Linked DNA regions of Zea mays: regions 2 and 3 are each linked to region 1. The links are chromatin contacts, called in public Hi-C maps. All regions are on one chromosome and are shown on one strand. Each heading gives the region's core, a stretch centred on a gene start, on an enhancer-like site or on the middle of the called end of the contact. The rest is flanking DNA. Distances are from core to core; before and after follow the strand shown.

What was found. A called contact is a pair of places that touch in the nucleus more often than the background predicts.
Region 2: a Hi-C map of leaf shows a contact between it and region 1, with 6 times the contacts expected there. The contact joins the promoter of LOC103632852 here to the promoter of LOC100383499 in region 1. A contact is called at or near these places in 8 of 25 Hi-C or Micro-C datasets (bundle sheath, ear, endosperm and 3 more).
Region 3: a contact with region 1 is called in a Hi-C map of endosperm, with 2.1 times the contacts expected there. The contact joins the promoter of LOC100193967 here to the promoter of LOC100383499 in region 1. A contact is called at or near these places in 6 of 25 Hi-C or Micro-C datasets (bundle sheath, ear, endosperm and 3 more) and 1 of 3 datasets of contacts at active chromatin or transcription factors (leaf).

Annotation. Positions count from the first base shown.
Region 1 is chr7:130,903,731-130,907,916 of Zm-B73-REFERENCE-NAM-5.0, forward strand. LOC100383499 (Remorin family protein) reads left to right here and starts at 1,936. Exons shown (of 8, transcript NM_001176147.1): 1 at 1,936-2,210; 2 at 2,758-2,839; 3 at 2,961-3,074; 4 at 3,160-3,948. The coding sequence starts at 2,013.
Region 2 is chr7:131,155,901-131,160,086 of Zm-B73-REFERENCE-NAM-5.0, forward strand. LOC103632852 reads right to left here and starts at 2,217. Exons shown (of 1, transcript XM_008654574.4): 1 at 1-2,217.
Region 3 is chr7:131,076,780-131,080,965 of Zm-B73-REFERENCE-NAM-5.0, forward strand. It overlaps LOC100193967, which reads left to right and starts at 1,768. Exons shown (of 4, transcript NM_001139035.2): 1 at 1,768-2,850; 2 at 3,138-3,209. The coding sequence starts at 1,948.

The sequences.
Region 1 (4,186 bases), core at 686-3,185:
CAACTGCCCTCTTTCACTACATGATGCCACCCCACCTGGTCCCACTACCTTATCGATCGCTACCACAACCGATCAACTAGCCTCCCAAGACTTCCCATTGCAAGTGGAGAACATGGAATCCACAACCTAAAACCCTAACCCCATCTCACATCACCAAATCTCTGAGTCATTAGATTTGAGAGTAGAGGTGCGAGGGAGGAGGATAAAGAAAGGTTAGCCACACATCACACTATGGACATGGTCCGTAGATAAAATTTACATCACACACAAATAAGCCTTTACGTCTAAAGTAACTATATAGTCGTGGTACGACACCAGGGTATAGAAGGTATCCAAAATCTGAAAAATATAATAAATAGCAGCAGGGGCATATGCTAGCTCTATGTTGAACCTGTGTGTAACTAGGTGCCTACATGAGGGTTGTTTAGAGAGATTCAGACCACATGGTGCGTAATACACTGTATCCTCTTGTGTGTGATAGATTGATGAACACAAAGTTGAAGAAGATTACAAGTTCAAGTATCAAAGTGTTATGACCTCCTATATCTTCCTTGCTTGGTTTTGATGAGAGTTCTAAACTAAGAGTCCCTAGTTCACATTTATGTCTGCCTTTAGAAGATTTCTGATCCTGAGGTCTGGAATCAATTCTATTCCAAGCCTTGTTTATGTTGCTCTACACCTCTCTTTCATAGTATAAGAGAAGGGAGAGGATTACATATCGGTTGGACTATGGTTCCCTGTTAGCTACAATCCAACAATCCTAATCTTATCCTGGTCGTGGAGTCATACATAAAGCCATACCTTAAGTCATGCCACATTATTGAAGATGTCATCCTATAGTGGCAAACATATCTGTCGCAGGGGCAGGTATGTTATGTCAATTAATGGTAATAAAGTCCACATTGTTATGGCATAGTTGGTAATTAATTTAGTATTTTGTACTTTATAATATTTTCCTGTTACACTAGCGTGCCAACATGTGGCTGTAGGATTGATGGCACATATTGAATATGATCTTGACTACACTTACTGCTTAAGTCTTGGCAAGAGTGTATCTATCAGACCATACATCACATTTAATGTGGTGTATGAAAACCTTAATTATCCGAAGTACCATGAGACCATCCTAAGTAGAACTTGAACATGAGATCGTGCTCTTGGGGCATCAATGCCCATAGCAAGGAGCCAACTATATTCCTTTAACTTGTGAATGCCTCCACTCCATACTTAGTCAATGTAGGAGCTCCTATCCCCCAGGCCTCGGACACCCTCGACTCCAAGGTGTGGTCATTTGAATTATCTGAGGCCAGGTATATTAGATATTTAGTTCAGCTATTAGCTATTTTTGGTAAATTAGTTAATAGTTAGATAATTATTTGTTAGCCAGCTAATTTTATTAACAATTTTTAGCTAAATAATTATTAGTTATAGTGTATTCAAACACCCTATAAGGTGGAGGGCCTCTCCTAGGTTTTTTTTTCGTGCTGTTATAGTTTGCACCAAATTGTTTATCACTGTTTTAATGGTCTGTAAGTTTAACTGCGCCTCATAATTCTTTTTCTCCCGACAAAACACGTACCATAGGAAGATCACCGTTCACGCAAAACAAAAATAAAACTTGTCCTAACTCCGAAGCAACGCAACAGGTCAAATCATCATGGCCACTGCACACCAGCAACGGCACCGGCACGGACGTGGGCGCCGCGCCGCTCCAGGTCCAGGTCCAGGCGAACCATCACAAAAAATAATCCGGAAGCTATCAGTCGAGCGCATCATCACGCGACATTCTTGATGCTCAGTTCACCTCACCTCACCGGCTCACCGCACCTTGTGTCAGTCACCCTCCTCGAGATGCCGTTCCTGCCTCCACGTCGCAGTCCGCCACAGCGACCTCTATTAAACGGCAACAACTCATGCTGCCCCCGCTGCCACACCCGCCGCTTATCATGCGCTGGCGAAGGCGATTGAGCGAGTTCAGCGGCTAATAGATTTTCAGTTTTATTTCCGGGAGAATGCGGGGTGGCGGCGGGGCTTCCTGGCTTTCGTTTCGCGGCGTGGTGGTGGAGGAAGAAGAGGCGGTGGTTTCGGCGCCGGAAAAGCCAATGCGGCGGGGGCGGCGGAGGTGGGGAGCGGAGGTGGACGACGGCTACTCGCCGAGCTCCACGGGCGGCGGCGGGAGCAGCTGCTGCGATTCCTTCGGCTGCGACTCGGTTGGTCCTGGTCTCCTGGTCCTTCTTTGCTGAGCTTCTTGCCCTCTCTTTCTGATGCTTTCAATTAGATGGCCCATGGACGAATCTACTTTTTGCTTGGTATCGAACGCTATGAGGAATGGAAACATTTTTGAGCTGGCATTCACCTTTTGGGGTGAAAAGATTGAATTTTCAGCACTTGGACGTGGTCGCAGATGGAAAAGATTTAGTTCTTCACTAGTAGCATCATGGCGCCATGCCGATCTAGGTTACCTATGGCCTGTCTCAGCGTCTCTGATCAGGTGACCGCAACCCTTTCACAGCGAGCGAATGGTACAGCAAGAATGTGTTATCAGCGAAGTAGACAAAAGTAGGAGGGTCCCAAAGTTTCTTGACTTGAGCTATAGACATCATGATCACCATCCTAGATCCTTATAGCAACAAAAAGGAGGCTGCTTTTTTTCCCCTCAGACAAGAGAAAATGAGCGCCATTGGATTCTCTTCACCTTTCTTCCTTTCTCTGAGATCTACTTTTAATCACTGAGGCTATGATGATGGTTGCCTGCAGCCTTTGGCCGGGTTCGTGCGCCCAGATGGTGACCCAGACACAGATCTGGAGACAGATGGGTTGGCCACTTCCACCTCCAGTGGTAAGCACAACTGCACAACGCTGTAACCAGCTCACACTTTGGATTCTTACTAGTGTCTCCGTCGGTCTGAGAGCAACCTGACCACCCTTTAAAACGAGCTTGTGTTGTTAAGCTTCTGCAGCCTTTACCGAGCGGCAGGACGACGAAGCGGAAGAGGCGCTGTACGGGGTGAAGGAAGAGGAGTGGGCTCAGATACAAGAACCAGCCAAGAATCCGGCATTCCGTGCCACCCCAGGTACTGTATTAATTTTGAGTCTTGCATTAGATTGGGTTGTGCGGGGTTCCTAATTTTGTATGCTTGCATGTATGTTGTTTGACAGAATGCCACAAACAGCGGTACCGGACGGATGCTGCTGTTCTTTTGCATGGTAGGAAGGGGTCGAAACAGCGGCCGGCCTCACTTGACCTCGGTAGCCCTGGGTTCCATGGAGCCACGTTTTCTCCAAGTTTCGTGATTGGTGGTGTGGGGTTGATGAACAAAGGACTTGGAGCATCAGTCATCAGGTCAGACGTGTTTCATAGTCCTGGGACGCCGAACTATCCGCGCCACCGTGCATCAGTGTTAGGGTGCCATAAAGGGTGGAGCTCTGAGAGAGTTCCACATCCTTCTAAAGGAAATAGGCGGTACCCAGGCAGCAGCATGGCATTTCCTTACAGCAATGGGAGGACATTGCCCTCGAAATGGGAGGATGCAGAGAGGTGGATCTTCAGTCCCAATTCCAGCGACGCGCTTGGAAGAACTACGGTTGCTCATGCTCGGCGACCGAAGTCTAAAAGTGGCCCCCTGGGGCCTCCAGGAAGACTTGGTGGACAGTATTCATCTGTTTCTTCAGTGTCATTGCTTGATAATGGGAGAGCTGGACCTATTACAGCAAATTCACCTTTTGCGGCTGGAGTACTAATGCCGGAACATGTTTGTGAAGGAAAAAGTACAAATGGAACCTATTCAAGTAGACCAATTGGTAACGAAATCAACATTGGAAGAGGAGTCAAAATTTGTCCACTGAATGGTGGGTCTCATCCTGTTCGAACTTCCAGAGTTCGCCAGCGATTAGATTATGCAGTCGAATCATCTGTTTCATTGCCTAGCACGCAAGAATCTGTCCAAGGTATTTAGAAATTGTTTCTTGTGCACTGAGTACATATACATCATTATTTTTTAGTTCTAGCCTATTGTTTAGTGTTAAAATTTGGTTTAGCAGTAATTAACAAGCACTAAACACTTTGCCTGAGTTATCATCTATGTTTGTTGAAGCATAGAAGGCATTGTGAAATCCTGTATTAATTGCATTACAAAACCTTTTTTTGCAGTAATAAGTTGAAAGTTATTTACCTTAAATTGTGCAG
Region 2 (4,186 bases), core at 967-3,466, 250 kb after region 1:
TGCACATTTAGATCCTGTTTAGAAATCTAGTTAGCCAGCTAATAAACTAATTGTTAGTTTTGAGGTAGCTAACAATTAGCTATGGTATTAGATAAGGATGTATATAATAGGGAAATACAATTAAGATTAAGCTCTCTCATATCTAGAGGTGCATCAAATTCGAGATAAATTGCATTTGTTAATTGGTATGTAGTGAGCGAGTAGTAACTCGTAAGACAAGGGTGGGTGGTGTCTACGGCCGTGGACGTGAGCAAGTGGGGCCCTGTGGAGATCTGAGCTGACTGGTGACTAGGTGAGCGTGGGGGCGTGGGGCCGCTAGAACTAGAAAGCGACGGCGTTGCGGAGATGGGTGTGCTGCGATGCGATTGCGAGCTGGAGTATACCAGTGGGTTTTTAACGTCGTGCCGTGCGTCTCCGCTTGTGAAAACGCAACGCAAGCTCAGAGGGTCAGCCAGGTACTACACAAGAACGGCGACGGAGCACTGAATTGCTGTGTACTGCTGGTATGATCATAGTAGTATCACGCATGGTTACGTACTGCTTCACTGCAAGTCTTTTCTCGATCTTGTATTTTTAGATAATGGGAAAAAAACCAAATCCCGACCTACATCAGCTGATGACGGTCGTCCACACACCACAACATAAAGTACCGAAACAATGCCACATTTGGCCACAAAACCCAAACGCAATTGGGAGAATAGACAAACATCACATAGTTAATCTATTACTGAAGGTCCAACCATGCGTCGAGACGACTTGCATCATCGATGTCTCCAAAAGTCTGCAGGCCTCCCTCATGCTTCTAGTGTCCTCTTTATGCCTTTGAAGCATAACGTCCCCTTTTCGAGACAGAGCAATAAGAACGGGGATATTCTATTCCAGCAGTGACAACGCCATGTCAGAAATGGAGCAGCATGCATCAATCGGTCCATTATTCGGTGCCTGGGCCAAGGACACCTGTGTCCATGACCCCCAGGAAGCGCAAGTACATGTACTACATGCGAATGCGGATAGGGCACCGCTTATATTCGCTTGGCAGAGATGGTGAAGGCCATAACTTGCTTGGGAGCACTCGGATCAGATGTCCCCCCGGCCCCCGCAAGCCCCAGGAAAGCGAAGGGGAGGGGGGGATGCTTGCTTAGTTGGCCTGGGCGCTCACCTCTTTATCATAGAACCCAATAATGCCGTCAGGGAAACAGAAACCCAGCTGATGGCCATCATTTTGGTCCCCCGGAAACCGTGCACCCGTGCATGCCTCCTCTTCGAGTGGGTCCGCGCCAGCCAGCCTCCTTCCGTGTGTACTCGGTGTACGGGCGTGTGTACGTCAACTGATCTGACAGGCTTCGTCCGCTGCAAGTTTGCTCGCTCGTGGTTTCTCCACAGTCCACACCATTGTGTAAACACAAGGCACCGCACTCTGAAAGCCTGATGAATCACCGGCCGGCCGCCCAGGCGGACGGTGCTGCCGTTCCGTTGCCGTGGACAAGGTGCTCTTGCTAGCTCACCTGCGCGCCTCTGCGGCTCTGCCTGCCGGGCCGGGGTCACCTCATCAATCAAACCACCAAACTGGCAGCCGGGGCACGCACCACCATCAATCACCTCGCCGCACGAAGCTGCGTCGCGCGCGATCGCGAGGAGGAGATTGTCCGTATCCGCAGCGATGTCAAGCAACCCATCGCGAGATTTTGGCATCTACGCGGCGGTGGCAGTGCCAGCAGGCTAATCTCTCTCTGGCCCGTCGAGGCGTCGAGTCGACGTGATTGGTCCCCGAGATCTCGGCCGTCGCCCGCCTTGCTTGCCTGGCTTCTCCGACGGCCGGCCGTCTGGCCGCGAGTCACCGTCACGGTAGATCATCAGACGCTGACAGTGTGGCGTGGTGGCCGGTGGTGTGAGTGAAGCCAGGGCCGGGACTGCCATTTCTGGCGGCGATTACTTGTTAACGATTGGATTTGGGAGCTGCGCTATAATTGTTGGGCGGATGCATGCATGGCTGGCTCTCTTGGGTAATCTCCCACTCCCACCTACCACTTGTTCCTTGTTCTGGTTGTCGCGTGGTTGGTCGTTGTCAGGATAGGTTGGAATTATGACAAATAAAGCAGAGTGATAAACATCTGCAAGCAAGAGAATTAGCAGAGGCGTTTACTAGTACTGTTTTTTTCGGTCTTCGGGTGCGCGCGCGCATCGCACACAGAGACCGCCTTTTTCTGGATCACAGGAGACTGGCCGTTGCTTAGCTTAATGATTGAGGTGAGGTTCTCCCTCTCGATCTCACTATCTTTACTACGTACTGTGGTCTGGTTGTAAGTCGGCGTCACGGCATAGGGAATGAGCAGCAGCACCTAATGACCATTCACGACTGTGATAGTTGCAACGGAGGAGGAGGTAGCAGTCCGGGTGAAGCAACCTTTCCATGGTTTCCTAACATTTTGGTATTTTCATGGAGTGTTTATGGTAATTTGACATGCAGTGCCGGTCCTGATATTTTAGAGACCTGGGATAAGACTTATATCGGAGGCCCTTTATAGTAATAATTATTATACTTAGATATATTGTGTATATATTGTCAATAAATATTTATGTATATCTGAAAAATGTATTTATATTAAACAAAAAGTAATTAAAATGTAGTCTAACATCTCGCAAAAAAATGCTGCATATATATGTGTCTAGATAACTCAAAAGAAAGTTATCTCGAACAGTGATTAAATGGATGCAAGCTGTTAGATTAGTCGATCAAGTCATGTTAGTTTCGTTTTCACCGTGTAGAGCAGGACGAAAGCGCTGCCGTACCCGATGCTCGTGCACGGGCTACCAAGAGGGTAGGGCACGACCGCCTGTCTATTTGTGATTGTGCGAGAGATAGAGATGAAACGGCAAACATCGTTGTCTCACACTACACATTGAGAGCCTAGGCGGCTAGGCCTGAGACTACGAAGTCAAGATTAATAAGCTATAATTAATTATCCTTGTTTGTTGCTGCTGTGTTGTTGATTTATGATTAGTCCTTTAAAAATTCTATTGAGCCAACGTATAGATCTATACAAAATATATTGTATATACTGATTTTTAGTACTTGAGTTGAGGCCCCATTAATATGGGGCCCTGGTCGGGGGCACTGCTCGACCCCCGCCAGGGCCGGCGCTGTTGACATGTCCCATATGTGATAAAAATGCTAATTATTGTCGCCTCTAGTTCTGTGCGAAAATATCTTACTTTGATTTGTCATAGATGTTTCCTACCCCGGAATCACCCTTTAAGTTTAGGATGAACACGTTTACAAATGATACTATCATCACAAATGGGCCACCGAAGCGTCTAAATAGAGCAGAGATTGTCGATATGCTGATTACAACATGATTCCGAAAAAGTGGATAATAACAAGTTGATTACCATGTGTCCATATGAGTACAAAAAGAGGACATGCTTAAGGCCACGAAGAGTGATATTGTAAATCTAGTTAAGCAGTCACTTCATTACAGCGGATTAAGCTCAAATGGGGAAAAAGCCTTTTTTAAGTCACACAATAAGGAATCAAGTTCTAGTGGTGTCGGCGTTTCGAGACCGGGGGTCCCTGAGCCGACGAGTGGATGTCGCCGCGTGCCCCAGCCCAGATGGGTCGAGCGAGAGGGCGAGCGCGAAGGGGGGAGAGCGAGGCGGCCGGAGACCGGCGTGAGAGAGGTGGGAATCCCGCGGCCTTCGTGTTCGTCCCGCGCCTAGGTCGGGTGCGCTTGCAGTAGGGGATTACAAGCGTCCACGCGGGAGAGGGAGCGAGCGGCTTCAAGCGAGCGCGTGTCTCGTCCTCGTCCCCGCGCGGCCAACCCTCTCTAAGAGGGCCCTGGTCCTTCCTTTTATAGGCGTAAGGAGAGGATCCAGGTATACAACGGGGGGTATAGCAGAGTGCTACGTGTCTAGCGGAGGAGAGCTAGCGCCCTAAGTACATGCCGTCGTGGCAGCCGGAGAGATTTTGGCACCCTGCTGGTGTGATGTCGTGGCCGTCGGAGGAGTGCTGGAGCCTGACGGAGGGACAGCTGTCGGAGCGGTTGAGTCCTTGCTGACGTCCTCTTGCTTCCGTAAGGGGGCTGAGAGCCGCCGTCGTCACAGAGTATGTGGGGCGCCATCATTGTTTATCTGGCGGAGCGAGCCAGATGGGACGCCGGTCTTGTTCCCTGCGGCCCGAGTCAGCTCG
Region 3 (4,186 bases), core at 518-3,017, 170 kb after region 1:
AGGATCCATTTGTTTTGCTGGTCTCATGTGAGTATCAAGAACATTTTATAATTATGAGATCACTCGTTCGCTGATGTGTTTTTGGTTTAAGCGCTTGTTTTATCACAATTAAAGTGAAGTGTTTCATTTTAAGTGTTTTGAAGCAAAATCTAATTGGCTATCATTTAGTCCCTCTGGTCGTCTCACTGTTCCTACATCATGACATAATTTCAAGTCACTAATAACCTTGTGGAATATTACGAAGTCATTTGTTCCATATTTTCAAGCCACTAATCCCAATCATTAGCTGTGCCTATGCTTATCCATTTGACTAGCTTGAGCGATAAACTATTCCTCATTTGGCGGTGAGTGTCGAAGCGCACAGAGCACATCATGTGGATGCGATTGAGTTACACGACTCATGTTCGTCGTTGGTATTGTCTTATAAATAACTAAATATCTTATTTAAATAATATTTTTTAGGATTACTATTTAAGAAAATAGTAGAGATCACGGAGGAAATTTTGGTTTCTAAACTAGCCCTTCATATTTAGTTTTCTAATTGATTTTTAAAGAAAAATGCTTTATGTCGATCCACTCATATGACTAGAGTACGACTAACACTTATATATGGCTGTTGTTATCTTTTATACTAAACTAATAAATCATGAACCATTAAATAATTCTAGTCTAATAGTCGTATCTAAATCTATTACCGGAGGCGTACATAAACCGCTGCTTATTTTTAAAATCTTCTCCAAAATTATAGCGAGATATGGATTAGCTGTCCTGCATCTCTTTTTGAAAATGTAGTTGTCATAGGGGGAAACCTACCACCTTGTTCCCATCAAGACACTATGAGGATTGATATCGGGTCCCACTAACACATAACTACATAAGCCGGTAAAGGTCTTAAGGGCTGTACGAGAGCCTATTTAATATCTCTATCTCTTGAGAGACATTTAAAGAGTTAAATAAACAAATAAGATATAAAAAATAAGATATAGTCTATTTATGAAGAGCCTTTCTCTATACGATTTTTCGTTATATTGTCTTTTACCTACATTTACAATATATTTGATTTTAAGGACACTTCATTTTATCAAGCAGTCGTTTAATTGTGTCGTATACATCTATACTTGAAAATTGATCCAAAGTGTCAAAGTTAGGATTGAACATGTTATAGGGCTTTATTCTAAATCTCTAGAGATAATGGTTAGCTAACTAATAAGTAGTTAGCTAGTTTTAGCTAGATTAGGACAGCTAATAACTAATAACTATTTAAGAGGTATAACTGACACTTAGTTTGTTTATTTTAGAGGGTGTTTGGTTTATAGAGATTAATTTTTAGTCACTCTATTTTATTCTATTTTAGTCTTTAAATTGTTAAATATGGTATTTTAGTTTCTATATTTAATAATTTAGATACTAAATAAAATAAAATAAAATAGAGAAACTAAAAATTAGTTACCCTAAACTAAACACTTTTTTAATCTGTTCTAAAGCTCTGCTCAGTTTTAGAGGTTTGACAGCAACCCAGCACCAGCTGCTCTTCTCCCAAGCTCGAGGATATTTTTGTCCGTATACCAACATCCCAACAACTGACGGAGGCAACGCCCCCACGTGGCGACATATGGTTGGCTGCTCGGTCGCGTGGTGGGAGACCATGACCTGTGAGCGCGCCACGTCCTAACAACCCGACGGAGCACTCCCCGCTCCACTGCGCGCCCCAAGACCTGGATCCCCTGCGCTGCCTTTCTCTTCTGCATCATTCGCAATCTCAGGTCACGGAACTCTATCCACTCGTCAGCACCAAGCTAGCTAGTCCTCGTGCCCTTCGGACGAGAGGCGCATGTGACTCGGTAACAGTCTTGAGGCTTTGAGCTCTCCTCACCTCGTATCCGTGTCTTTCTGGTGCTGAGCTGAGTCTGAGAGACAGGTAAGGAGGAGGAGGGAGGAGATCAGGAGATGGAATTCAAGAACTGCGGGTCGTCGTCGCAGCCCCGGCCGGCGGTGGTAGTGGGCGAGGAGGCGGCGTTGGCGAGACAGGGATCAGTCTACTCGTTGACGTTCGACGAATTCCAGAGCGCGCTCGGCGGGGCCGCCACCGGCGGTGGCGGTGGCGGCAGCATCCCCAAGGATTTCGGTTCCATGAACATGGACGAACTGCTCCGGAGCATCTGGACCGCGGAGGAGACCCAGGCCATGGCCTCCGCTTCTGGCGCTGGAGCGGGTGCGGGGATGCCGCCAACGTCGCTGCAGCGGCAAGGGTCGTCGCTCACACTGCCCCGCACGCTCAGCACCAAGACGGTCGACGAGGTGTGGCGCAATCTCGTGCGCGACGAGCCGCTGCAGGGGGCGGACGGCGGCGGGCACCAGCAGCACCACCGCCAGTCGACGCTCGGGGAGATGACTCTGGAGGAGTTCTTGGTCAGAGCTGGCGTGGTCAGGGAGAACCCCGCTCCGGCTCCTCCAGCACCACCACCCATGATCCCGCCGCGGCCGGTACCTGTCGCCCCTAAAAGCTCCGCCTTTTTCGGGAATTTACCGGGTGCCGACGCCGACACCGCCGCAGCTGCGGCAGCGCTGGGGTTTGCACCGGTCGGCATGGGGGATCTGGCCCAAATACCGCCCAGGGCAGCAGGCATGGGAGGCGGCGCCATGGCTGTGCAAGCAGCGGTGAACCAGCTTGATTCTGGCGGGAAGGGGTACAGCGACCTGTCGTCGCCGACGGAGCCGCTCCCGTTTTCGTTTGAGGGGATGATTCGAGGGAGGAGGCATGGGGGCGGAGTAGAGAAAGTGGTGGAGAGGCGGCAGAGGAGGATGATCAAGAACAGGGAGTCCGCCGCCAGGTCCCGAGCGCGCAAACAGGTCTCAATCTCAACCTTTTGTACTGAATTCATGCATGTCTTGTTAATCAAGCCATTTTTTAGTAATGACTTCAATCTTGTTGGGCCGAGAATAAGATGTTACCAAAAATCTATCCAAATTAACTCGTTGTGCTTCAAGACTCATGATGTGGTGAATTATAGCAATTGCGATTGTAATCAGAGTATTTGTACAGGCAACCTGAGCTTTCTACTTACTGTGTGTTTCTTTGAAGCAAACAGATTTTCGACATTCCTGTTTCAGTACAAATTTCTTATTTTACTGCATAGGCTTATACTATGGAGTTAGAAGCTGAAGTTCAGAAACTCAAGGAGCAGAATCAGGAACTGGAGAGGAAACAGGTGTCTTTTCTAATTTTCTCTTCACACTACAGTTGCAGGTGCTAAATTTGCTACCCCTTCATTCTAAAGTATAACAAGTTTTGGTTGTTCTATATATGGAGCTTCTACTATGCACTTAGATGGCTAGATATATAGTATAAATAATGTATTTAGATTAGTCAAAACGTCTTATAATTTGGAATTAAAGAAGTACTTCTTTAGTGCATTGCCTCTCGAGAAGCATTTATTTTTACTCATTCTGAAATGGATGGTTTCAGCATGCCCCATGCTGCTGGCATCAATAGAGTTCCTGTGAATCATTCACTATCTAATGTACTCCTGTATTGTTCAGCGTGACAGCTATAGTACAGTGTGTTGGAACTTGCTCTCAGTTGCAAGGGGATCCAACAAGGGTGAACAGTGACGTCAACAGGGTTCTCGCGCTAGACGGCAATAGCTCTGTTAATCTGGCCTCTCACGGGCACTGTGCGGGGGTATTTATAGGTACCTGAGCGCCCAGCGCCTTGTGTTAAGGACGCATGTGCCCTCAGCTACCTAGGTTATCCCCAGAATATTCCCATAAAGCAGGGTTACAGACTGTAATTACAGGAACACCTTTACAAATTAGGCCCGTAACGCACAGCGGCCACGCAGGGCCCGTTGCGATGGGCCGGAGCATACGTGGGCCTCCGAGCTGGATGAGGCCGCTCGGTGGGAAGACCTCGTAGCGGGCCTTCGTCTGATGCCGTATCAAGCGAAGGGTGTCCCTGACCGTTTTGTCTCCGTCGGACCGGCGACTACAGCGAAGGCCTCGAGCGAAGGGTGGCGTCTTTGCCTTCGCCCCAACATTTGCCCTCCGAGGGACCAGTTCGATAAAGTCACCTGGTGCCGAAGACGTCGCTAGATGGCGGAGACGCTGCCCTCGCTCGAAGTGGTTCCGCGGGGGTTTTTGACGTGACCGTTGATTGACAGCGTACTGTTGGATTGCGGGTTTCCCG